Regions from separate parts of the Hordeum vulgare genome. Here region 2 is linked to region 1. Evidence: chromatin contacts called from public Hi-C data. All regions are on one chromosome and are shown on one strand. The core of a region is the stretch at or near the end of the contact, and the rest is flanking DNA. Distances in the headings are between cores, read along the strand shown. Region 1 holds the start of LOC123424450. Region 2 holds the start of LOC123424461 (mitogen-activated protein kinase 14).

Region 1 (6,171 bases), core at 2,256-4,755:
AAAAAGCTTCGCTGGCATGGAAATAGTTATTCTGATACATGTCACGCTCATTGATGGTTTTTCCTTTCTGTTTCTTCTTTGATGGAGATTTTGCCTTCACGTTTGCCTTGCTGAGTATCATAAAGAAAACATATTAACATGTGCACATGCCCTTGGATACCGTATAAACAGGTGCAATTTGCCATATCACAGTATATAACTTCCAACATAAAATAATTTCCATGCGCATACTCAGGCAATTCAGTAAGGTTCGCCTTCCAAGTTCCAAGGAATTGTTTCATGCAATGGTTAGCCCAGTAAAGTAAATTGGACAGCTGGGTTACAAAATTATCCATTGTGATACTACTGGTATAGGGACCATGCTATTTGGTATATAACCCAAAACCTCATCAGTGCATCAAGGTCTATATTTTAAAGTGGATATTGAAACAACAATGGCTTTGTTTCAAATGGTATTTGCTGATTTTTATAGGAAATTCTTAATACAAAATGCTAGTTCTTTCTTTTGCACTTTGTGGGTGCATATGGGTCAGGGACTCCACATTTAGATGCAACTAACATGTCACAATCAGAATTTGGAAGGAATACAAAAATTGTCACACTCTATGCCTAACCTATGGTGCAAGTGATTACCAAAGTAGTAAACATCAGGGAGGTATATGTTGTGGTAACCAGCAGGCCAAAGAAACATAGAAGCATCAGAGCTAGGCAGGGAAGTTACCATAATTGAGTACACCATGAGAACAACAACATAATGAAGTAATACATAACTAACGAAAGATGCACTACCTTTTTGGAGCATCAACTGCGGTGCTTGCTGATTTTGAATTGGATTGACTACTATTTCGGCCCCTTTTCCTGCTTGTGCAAAAAAACAAAATTCTATATCATGTAATTGACAGAAATAAAAATGGTATGCATCCTGATAGAAATGTTATTTGTTGATATAAATTATTAACCATAATTTTTTGAAGGGGTACAGAAATCAGAAACAATCGATCATTACTTCTAAAGAAATCATTGTCAGGCAGAAGGAAGTGCCGCCTCTAGATCCAATGGTAATATAATACTTGAGAGATGATTTTAACATTGCATGCATTCAGTAGTTTCTACTTCTGTATAGCTATAGTAAATCACTCTTCTGCGATAAGTACATAATAGACATGGTTTCCTAGTTCAAAAAGATAACATATATGGTATGCGTCCTACTGAGCAGGAATGATTCCAAATGTCCAGTTACCCACGTGTCAGCATGTGCAGCTGACTAGGAGTAATTTAAACACGACAACGTCATGAAAACCAGACGTAATTAATGGGCCAGCTGCAGCAAGTTCAACAAAATACATATCCTATACCAAGTTATACCAACCCCATAACTCTATAACTTTCGCTCGGTAAATAAATACATCAATAATGACAACATAAATTGATAAAGAGACCATTCCCTTATCCGAGAGAGGGGACTATGCATAACATAAACCTTGAGTGAATAAGATGAGGAAAAGGGTTCACATGGAGCATGATGCTTCCCATTTTTACCTGTCGAAGTATGGAACTAAATATGCAGCCTTGCAACCACTTGGTTCTCGTTTAGGTACATTGAACTCTAAGAAAACTGAAAGTAAGTCTCTCATCTCCTCTCCACTGCCAGTGAAGATGACCCGGCCATTTTCATCTATAGCAAGGGCACCTTGGGACTGAGCAAATTCCAAAAGTGGATCAGGGATGATAAGTTGGTTTTCTGATAGATACTGCAGGGGCTCCTCCGATCCAAACTCGTAGATAGATAACTTGTCATCAGGGAGGATAAGTTGATTTTCTGCTAGATACTGCAGAGGCTCCTCCAATCCAAACTCATATACAGATAACTTGTCATCAGGAGTATATGGTTGGCTACCCATATTAGCTGATAGCATCGGATGTCCCGTAAGTTCAGTAAGCAAAGAGGCGTCAAGTTCTTTGACATCGGACCCTGACATTAGAAACTTTAGGATTTTCTCTTGCCTTGCACACTGCTCAGCAATCCCAAGGCTAAGTCGAACCGAATCAGGGTGGGAATCTGTTACAAATGAATAAACAGGAGCCATCAGTGATTGAAACATATGTAGAACTTGACTTTTACGGTGGATAAACCATGAATCAAAGGATAAACTACTTGGCAACATAATTAACCTTGGCCAGGACTATGTATATCATAGTGTCACAACCAGCCAACCTACTTGAAAAAGGCAGTCAAGTCCAATAGATTTTGCTTGCTACGCAGACAAAGCAGTTTACTTGCAAAAGGAATGTTTTTGTATCACTTTTGTAGTCCGCAAGCTAAGGCTCGTGCAGCATGCTTCTTGTTGAATACAGTGCAAGTTCGGTCGACAATCTTCTGCGTGCAGCACAGAACAAAGCAGTCGACATGTAGAGGTTTTTTTTGTCACTTTTTAAAGCCGCAAGCCACGGCTCATGCATCATGATTCTCGCTTCTTTAGGTTAACAATCAGCAACCTTTAAATATCGTTGCGTTCAGTAAATCAGAATACTTGCTTTCACGCTGGGTCAGGATTTGACGCTGGTTGTAACCTTCGACGAGGCAAAAGCGTTAAGCTCATGAGCAGATGGGCTCTCGGTCAAGCTGACCTCTGCAGCATCCGATGATCAAACGAGGCATGCGTATATGGCAACATTCAGCATCATATTGAGGAGTCAGCGCGCGCCGGCACGGCTAGAACGGGTTTATCACCTTGCGCGTCGATGAGCGCGGCGCTGTCGAAGGCCTGGTAGGCGGCAGCGGCGGCCTGGCCGATCCCGGGGACCATCATCTGCAGGGGCTGCTGCGCCTGGTAGGCGCCCTCGAGGAGGTGCTGCTGCGGGGAGAGCTGCACGGCGGCGCTCCTCCCAGCGTCCTGCTGCTGCTGCTGGGACCTCTTCCCCTGGAACGGCAGGACGCCATGGAGCTCCTGCACAGCCACACCATCATCGACATCAATTCATCGTCCCGGGCAGAAGCTGAGGTAGGCGGCCCGTGGGGGACGGGCGCGCGCGAAAGAAGGTACCTTGGATGGCGCTAGGAGGACGGGGGAGGCGGTGGCGGAGGCGAGGAGGGACAGGTCGCCCACCATCGCTCGCGGGGAGCGGATAGAGGTGCTAGGGAGTAGGAGAAACTCTCGACGAGAAGGGAAGGGAGGTTGTGTGGGCGGGGAGGGGATAAATCGGCGGAGTTACCGGTGGCGATGGTGGAGCCGGGGCGGGGCGTGCGGCGTGGAGGCGCGGAGGCCCCGGGAAAATGACCGGCGATTTCGCCCGGCGCGGCGTCGGGAGGGGAAATCGAGGGGGAAATCTTGGGGCTGGTCGGCCGTGGCTGTGGTTGGGTGGGTGAGGCGGTCGCTCTCCTCTCCCCTTGTGGAGGAGGAGGAAGGTTCGCGAAGGGGACGGGAGTGCGGGGCACGGGAGGGCGGAAGACCGCGGGAATGTGTGGGCGCGCCCGCGGCTGCCGCTTGTGGTCTTGTGGCCTGTGGCTGCCGTGCCGTCGACTGTCGACGGGGCGCCGATATTTTTTGCGGGCGGGCGCGGCCGACGGGGCGTCTTGGCGTCTGCCGCCGACCGCCGAGGTGAATCTGATCGATGACGGATTCCTCGATTCATGGTGAACTCGTTACTCGTCATCCGCGGGGTGGGGCCATACAAGAGAGGGATGTGAGTTTTTCTTTTCGTGGTCAGACCTTTTCCAATGGGGGAATTTGAGGATTCGCCCTATGTTTCCCAGCACTACGAGGAATTGCCCTCGTTTTTCTCATAACTGATTGTTTGCCACAGTTTTGTCCGTAATTTGATGGTTTGCCCCTGCCAGGACGGACCAACGAAAAATTTCTAAAACGCCCCTGCATTACACATGATTGAGCCCCATCTCTCGTCTTTTTTCCCGAGCCGACTAAGTCGCGTCGGACGACGGCGGTGACTTTCCCTCCCAACTCCCAAGCATCGGGTGACGGCGCATTGTTGTGGCGGAAATTTCTTCGAGAAGATTACCTTAACAGCGGCAGCGACCAGGAGGCTAGCTGCACTCCTCCCTCTCCCCTTCTCCGAGGCCCTGCCTCGGTCCATCTCCTTCAAGTCACCTCTCTCGACTGTAACTTGGTGACGCCGGCTTCGACTACTTGTACTGCATGGTGTACGAGCAGTGGATCCAACGACCTGAACAGCAGTGCAGACAAGCAGCAGCTAGCGGTGGCATGGACAAGCTGCAACAAGCAGCAGCTACCGGCGGCGTGGACAATACTAGCAACGACATGGTCAGCTTGCAGGGCGCGTGACCATGCAAGATAGGCCCGGCGGCTGTGACCAGCAACCACCTCTATTCGTTGTCTTTTTTCAGTAAAGTATTGTATGACTGAACCGAGAGACGCAATACTAGCAATCAATTTTCTTGATTTCTGCTTCAATCAATCAAAGTTTGTTCTGGCTAGCTTCTTCCAATGATGTAGACAATGATGGATGTCCAGGCCTAATTCATGTCTATGTAGTTTTGTGACCGTGTCTCGTATCCGCCCGCGCAGCAAGCAGTCAAAGGGAAATCTGAACTGGAGGATAAATTGGTCATCCGTTTTGTTGCGTATTCTAAAAACTAAGTGAAGTGGTTAAAAAGGGCAAATCATCAAACTGCACGCAAAGTTGTGGCAAATTATTAGTTACAAGAAAAACAAGGGCAATTCCTCAAAGTGCTGGGAAACATGGGACGAATCCTTAAATTCCCCTTTCCAATGAAGTGTTTAGACTAGGTGCCAAGACGCCTCGGACAGTGTATAAATTTGGAGAAATCGACCATTGATACGTCTTCGTCGTATCTACTTTTTCAAACTCTTTTGCCCTTGTTTTGGACTCTAATTTGCATGATTTGAATGAAACTAACCCGAACTAACGCTGTTTTCAGCAGAATTGCCATGGTGTTGTTTTTGCGCAGAAGTAAAAGTTCTCGGAATGACCTGGAAATTTACGGGGAATTTTTGTGGAATATATTAAAAATACTGGCGCAAGAATCAACCGGAGGGGTGGAGCTGTGAGCCCACCAGGCGCGGCCCCCCCTGGCCGTGCCTGGCAGGCTTGTGGGGCCCACGAAGCTCCACCGCCTCCACTCTCAGCTCTATTTAGTCCGTTTCGTTCGGAAAAAAATCAGAGAAAAAATCAGAGAGAAGAGTTCATCGCGTTTTACGATACGGAGGCGCCGCCACCTCCTGTTCTTCCTCTAGAGGGCAGATCTGGAGTCTGTTCTGGGCTCCGGAGAGGGGAGATCGTCGCCATCGTCATCACCAACCTTCCTTCATCGCCAATTCCATGATGCTCTTCACCGTTCGTGAGTAATCTCATCGTAGACTTGCTGGACGGTGATGGGTTGGATAAGATCTATCATGTAATCGAGTTAGTTTTTACGGGGATTAATCCCTAGTATCCACTATGTTCTGAGATTGATGTTCCTACTACTTTGCCATGCTTAATGCTTGTCACTAGGGCCCGAGTGCCATGATTTCAGATCTGAACCTATTATGTTGTCGCCAATATATGTCTGTTCTTGATCCTATCTTTCAAGTTGTAGTCACCTACTATGTGTTATGACCCGGCAACCCCAGAGTGACAATAGCCGGAACCACTCCCAGAGATGACTATAGTATGAGGAGTTCATGTATGCACCAAGTGTTAATGCGTTGGTCCGGTTCTTTATTAAAAGGAGAACCTTAATATCCCATAGTTTCCATTAGGACCCCGCTGCCACGGGAGGGATGGACAATAGATGTCATGCAAGTTCTTTTCCCTAAGCACGTATGACTACATACGGAATACATGCCTACATTACATTGACGAACTGGAGCTAGTTACATATCTCTCTGTGTTATAGTTGTTACATGATGAATACCATCCGGCATAATCATCCATCACCGATCCAATGCCTACGAGTTTTTCCTACTGGTCCTTGCTATGTTACTTTGCCGCTACTATTGTCACTGCTGCTATTGTTACTCTGTCGCTATTGCTGTTGCTGCTACTACTGTTACTCTGTCACTACTGTTGTCACTTTGTTGCTACTGGTTACCGTTGCTACTGTTGCTATCACACTACCTTGCTACTGATACTTTGCTGCATATACTAATTCTTTCAGGTGTGGTTGAATTGACAACTCAACTGCTAATA
Region 2 (6,171 bases), core at 2,636-5,135, 330 kb after region 1:
GACGACGGAAGGATTTCTGGCACCATTGTCAGGGAAGAACTTTTGTTGTCGTAGTAGTGGATTAGGCTCTAATGAGCTGTCCACGTCGGCCCCCACCGGAGCCTCGCCGGCGGCGACCAAACCCACGGCAGATCCTCGCCGGAGTTGCTATAAAACGTGCTGTGAGGCTCGGATTTGAGTGCCGAGAGCACTTGGAGGAAGCCCAGGCTCGACCTCATCTAACAGGGGCAGTGAGGGGAGCTAGGGGTGGCCGAGAGCACCGGCAACGAGCCATGGCGGCCATCGGAGATCGAGTTCGACGGCCATGGGGCTAGAGAGCAGGAGAGGGAGGGGTAGATGGGGGGGGACACTCCGGAGCTCACGGCAATGTCGATGAGAGGCTCAGGCTGCTCGGGAAGGCGCTGGATCTGGTGAATCGACGACGACTTGCCCGCGGCCGAAGGTGGAAGACGACGGTGACGAGGGTGGTGCAGGGCTCGGGGGCTCGTTTTCTTTGGCGTGGATGACGTGCGCATCGAGGCGGAGAGGATGGCGTGCTCGGGGAAGCTTGCGGTGGCCAGAGGTGACGGCTACCTCGAGCTCGGCTCTAATGGCGGCCGAGATGAGGGGAGGCACGAGAGCGAATGGGGAGAGGAAGAGGATTGGGATGGACTCGGGAGGCTTATCCCTCCGCGACTAGCGCGGCGGAGTGGCCAGGCAGGCACTCTGGTGCGTGGCCGCGCCGGAGGAAGCGGCGGCCACCTCCTGCTGCCGACTGGCGAGGGGAAGACGACAGGAGCAGATGGGTTGGGCCAAGGTGAGCGTGAGGTAAGCTTTTTCCATTTTTCTTTCTTTTTTGATTTCTGTTAAATCATTTCTGACATTTGTTTGATTTTATTTTGGCTCCAAACTATTCCTATAAATAGGGAATAAAACTCTGGGGTGTTATTTGGAATATTTTCAAGCCCCTATAAATAATTCAACATTTTATGAAATTCTGAAATATTTAAAATCACATATTTGGGTGATTCTAGTGGCTTTTGTGGTTTAAATAAAATGCTAAATGTATTTTAAAAATAAGTTCCACCCTGAAATATTGTTTCCATTATTTATCAAAAAGGGTGGGCTTTTCTGAAAACCATTTTGGGTTCATTGAACTTTTGCTTTATTGGAATTTAGTTAAATATAGAAGTGCTAGTTTTTTTTTCTTTGATTTCTATTTGCACTTTTAAATGCAATAATAAAACATGAGCACTTGCTAAACTTCAATTGAAAACTAGGGATGTGACAATCAACAAAAATACACACAGAAAATGAGGCAATGATTGTATCGTGCATTAATAGACTGTTTTTGCATTTTTTTGTATAGTGACCAAAGTGAGCGCCATGAGAAGTCTAACCATGAACACATTTTACTTCTTCAATTACAATCCAAAGAAGTTTTTCATCATACTTTGACACACTTGTTTAATATAAAGCCAAGATACATGGTGCTTGGACTTAACAAATTGGGCAAATGATGTGTCCTCAACAAAACACCAAGAAGTAGTGTTACGGTCAAGCATACAAAAACTATAGGTATACAAAAAAGAACATAATAGTTATCACAAAATAAAAGCAGAAAAAACCCAAAAGTTAATCTGGTGAAAAGATAAGGGGCTAAAGAAGATATGTTAATTTCCTGTATTTTTTCTTATATAAATGTTTTCTTCTCTCACCAAGTTGCCTTTAGCATTTTCCCCAAATAAAATTTGTTTTATTTTATAAAATTATTGGTCCTCTTAAACGGCCAATCACGACGCTATTCAGTTGGATTCTCGCAAAAAAAGGTAAGAAAAAGGCGGGAGGTGTTATTGCGGATTATGCACCGGTGAAAGAGCATGTGGTGTGGAAGTCACCTCCCGCGGATTATATCAAGATCAATGTTGATACTAGTTCTGTGGAGAGCATTAATGTTGTGAGTGTGGGAGTTGTTGCTAGGAATTCGTCTGGCGTAATTATCATGTCCTCGTGGGATTTTATTAGTCAGTGTGCTAGTGTCAATGAAGCTCAGCTCCGTGCCTGCCTAGAGGGTCTTTATATTGGCATTACCCTTCACCAGTCTATTATTTTCGAGGCTGATTGTGCTTTCTTCATATATTCTTTCCTTGCAAGTAAGAAGCTTCATAGATCCCCTCTCGTTGACCTAAAGAAAGAGGCTTTGAGTATTGCCAAGATGTTCCAAAATTTAAGTTGCTCAAAAATAAATCGGCGTGTCAATGAGGTGACACCTCATATTGCTAAGTTAGTTTTAGTAGTAGGTCCGACGGGTTGATGGTCAACTCTGTTCCGCCCTGCGTGGTGTATGTTGTAATGAATGATTGTAATAACCTTTTGTTTATTTAATCAATATATGGGGTGTTTAAAAAAAACTCTTTTGGGTACTTTTTTCTTGACCCCAAGCTAGAACTCTTACTTTTTTACATCGACAAATCTACTAGTCGAGTTTTAGTAGGCTCAAGCCTGCCCTCGAAAGTTAGTTCTTTTTACTGCTACTCCCAACCTGCTAGAAATTGCTTGAACCCAGAAAAGTGTCAACTTCCTTAGCCCAAACACAGATTCGTGCGTGGTCATGACTCACGAGCCAACTCACACAATGTCTCCTCATTTGGGCCAGCCTCTACGAGCCCTAGTCGCCAAAAGAAGGCGACACAACATACTAACAGGAAGCCCGCCACGCCTCCCCCACCCCACACACACACACCGAGTTCCCGAGGATGGCACCACATCGTCGTCCAGCCCGTTCGCTGCCGGATGATTATAAGTCTACATCAGATGGATTTGAAGACACTTCAGTTTTCTAACTCTAGTTTTTCATGCTCGTACTAGGTAAGTTCAATTGAGAATGGCTTGCATGCAGATATGTATTGTATTTCGATCATGATGATGGGAGTATGGTTCGTTATCATAATAACCTTACAAGCCATGGTCTTCGTCCTATCATATACAAGAAGTACATGTGCACCATGAAAGTATAGAATGATTGTCTTTATCTTATCTGTCTCGTTGTTTCTTTTGTCTAATTTATGTATTAAGGAAGGTTTGGCATCGTAACTTTTTTAGAGATATTTAACTATTCACTAGCTTGTACAGTACTCGATAAATCCCCGAATGACTTGTTTAAAATCTGATATTTAACAAAAAAGAACCAGTAACCATGTTCCGTGGAGCAATCTAGGAAATTTTGAACTTATTTGCACTACAAAATTAGAAGGCAGTGGCTATTTTCCTTCTGGTTAACTCTTCAAAACCACGTCCGACTCACCAGCACGTGTATTTCTCTTTTTTTTGGTTTGGCGACGGCTTTATGTAAACGCACCATCAATCAACCACAAACAGCAATAACAGAACACAAAACGGAGAACGGATCAATCATCGAATCGTGCCTTAACAACAACCTATAAACGATCCACTTTACTTGATACGGTGGGCAAAGCGAGTAAGACAAGAAGCTCAATCACACACACGACCCCAATCTCACTTCCCCAATTGCCATCCACACAGCCCCCTAATCACACCTCCTCCTCCTCACCAGAAAGCCAAAGACACGTCATCCTCCAACCTAATAACAAAAGTAACAAACCGTGCGAACGAGCCGTCGTCATCAATCAACAAAAATAATAATACCCGGGGCTTCTCCTCCATCCTCGCCAGCCAAACGGCACGCGAAACGGGAAAGGGGAACCGTCCTGACGGCCGCCTCTCCCCATCCGAGTGGGCCGCGCCTCCAAACCAAACGAGGCCAAGCGATTTCGTTTCCCCCTTTTTATAAAAATAAAATAAATATGATAAGCAGATAAACAGAAGCAAACCACCCGGAAATCTAGTCAGGAAATTAACACACCCCGGGATATAAATTCTGAAAGCGGAGGCCTTCTCTCTCCTGACTGCCCAGCTACCACCGCCCCCCTCCCCTCCCCTCTGTCCTCGAGCTTCGCCTTGGATCGCAGCGCAGCGCAGCTGGACGAGGACTCCTTCCCTCGGCCGCGGCCCCCTCCCCCTCGTCGCGCGCGCGAGTGAGCGAGTGAGCTCCCTTCCCCCATCCCCACGCCCCCGCTCTCCTCCTCCTCCTCCCCCCTTTCTTGCTGGATCGGGCGTGCTCGAAGATCTCGCCTTTCTCGCGCGAAAGATCCCCTCTCCTCCCGGGAGAGATCTGCCGGGAGGGCGCGGCAGGCGCGGAGGAAGCACGCCGTGCCCCCCTCTCCGTTCCGCCGAGTGCCCCTGCCGCCGGCCCCCACGCTCCAGCGCCGTGCCGGGAGTTAGTAGCAGCGTTCTTTCTTTTCTTGGAGTGGATTGGTGGTCTTCTTGGCTCGGGATCTTGGTCAGTCCGGAGCTTTTGCTCGCCGAACCGCGAAGCCGCGCTGTCCTGGCCGCAGGCTTGTTCCCCGCTGTAGAACCCGGCGGCTAGACGGATCTACTCGATTTGGAGTTTCGGTTGCTTTATTACGAGAGATTTGGAGTGCTTTTTGGTGGAAAGAACTGGCGCCGGCTGCTTGGTTTTGCAGGCCTCGCCGGTTCCTCTTGTAAACTGATGCCCGGCAGTAATGGTGCTACTGTTCAACCCTCTCAGTTCGAGCTATATGAGCCAAACTTTGTTTAAGGCCTTGACTTGAGTAGTTATGCTGTCGTCTTCATATCTTTACCCACCTCTCTGTGCGGCAGTACGCATGCTTCATGCCATCCCAACAATTCCATCGGTTGGGCAAAAAGTTTCATCTTGTTTTCGGGAACGAAAGGAATGCCCCCTAGACGTCCTCGCTGCATCATGTGGTTCTAGTGCTGTTAATTTGCTTCCAAGCAACTTTTCAGATAAAATTTGTTACTTTATGTTTCGATCATGCTATAGTTTGCGATGTATGATCTCTCCATGGAACTTGATTTCCCATGTGGTCATTTTGGCTTACTATTTGGCTAGTGTCCTTTTGTACATAGTCCTCGTCGCTTGCCAAATTATGACTCTAATATCTATTTTGAGTGTCACCATCTCACCATATCATACTAAAGAACACAAATCATCAGTGCTCAAGCTGACCCATATTCTGTTTTTTGTGACACAGACATCTCAAATGGACTTTTTTACCGAGTATGGTGAGGGGAACAGATACAAGATAGAAGAGGTTATAGGAAAGGGGAGTTATGGCGTGGTCTGCTCTGCTTTGGATACTCACACGGGTGAGAAAGTTGCTATCAAGAAGATCAATGACATCTTTGAGCATGTGTCTGATGCCACACGGATACTCCGCGAGATCAAGTTGCTTAGGCTCCTAAGACATCCCGATATTGTGGAAATTAAACATATTCTACTTCCTCCGTCGAGGAGAGAGTTCAAGGATATATACGTTGTTTTTGAACTCATGGAATCTGATTTGCACCAAGTTATAAAGGCAAATGATGACTTGACTCCGGAACATTATCAGTTTTTCTTGTATCAGTTGCTCCGGGGATTGAAATACATACATACAGGTAACTGATTTATTTTCACATCAAAGATGGTTCTTTTGCATGTTTCAACAGCTGGATGTCAGGCTCTCAATTTTTACTAATAACTGCAGCAGCCATGAATGGTCAATGTGTTTACAAGTGATACACATGTCAGTGGATAACAATACCATGTCAAATTCGAAACTATACACATGTCAGTAGCTAACGACGATGTATTGGTCATGTTGGCATTTGTGAAAAGCTTTAAAACCTTATAGTATGTTCCACAAACTTTATAGTCAAGAGAACAAATATGGACCTGTGTAGTACTTTGATACAGGTCACACAGTTTGCTATAGTGCTCAGAGAATTCTTTGGAAATCCAGATCTTTCATGTGAATTTCTTGAACTTGTGCAAACTTGCCTGAGTTGTGTGTTCTATACTTCTATTTTTAATTTTTAATCACCTAGTAACTGGTGAATGCTGTGATGAAAAGTTACTGCTAATCATTTACAGTAGCTCCCAAGCTTCTTGTGATGCTACAACAGAACTGTGGTCCTAGTGAGGATGCTATTGGTGCTGTTCTTTGTGCCAAAAGACAGCAACTAGATAGGCATACTTAACTTGTGAAGCATGTTTGAGGCTAGAGAAACTTCTGTTTAAACTTTTAAAATATAAATAACCTATTTGTGATCAAGTAGGTATTTTTCAGTTCTTTTTTTTGGCATCCC

Evidence for each region. Hi-C and Micro-C count contacts between places; a contact is called where the count stands out from the background.
Region 2: a Hi-C map of seedling shows a contact between it and region 1, with 7 times the contacts expected there. The contact joins the promoter of LOC123424461 here to the promoter of LOC123424450 in region 1. A contact is called at or near these places in 5 of 6 Hi-C or Micro-C datasets (leaf, seedling and an unstated tissue) and 1 of 1 datasets of contacts at active chromatin or transcription factors (embryo).

What each region holds. Positions count from the first base shown.
Region 1 is chr1H:67,290,905-67,297,075 of MorexV3_pseudomolecules_assembly, forward strand. It overlaps LOC123424450, which reads right to left and starts at 3,506. Exons shown (of 5, transcript XM_045108076.1): 1 at 3,045-3,506; 2 at 2,732-2,948; 3 at 1,540-2,059; 4 at 790-858; 5 at 1-110. The coding sequence starts at 3,110.
Region 2 is chr1H:67,621,939-67,628,109 of MorexV3_pseudomolecules_assembly, forward strand. It overlaps LOC123424461 (mitogen-activated protein kinase 14), which reads left to right and starts at 3,886. Exons shown (of 10, transcript XM_045108090.1): 1 at 3,886-4,042; 2 at 5,076-5,481. The coding sequence starts at 5,085.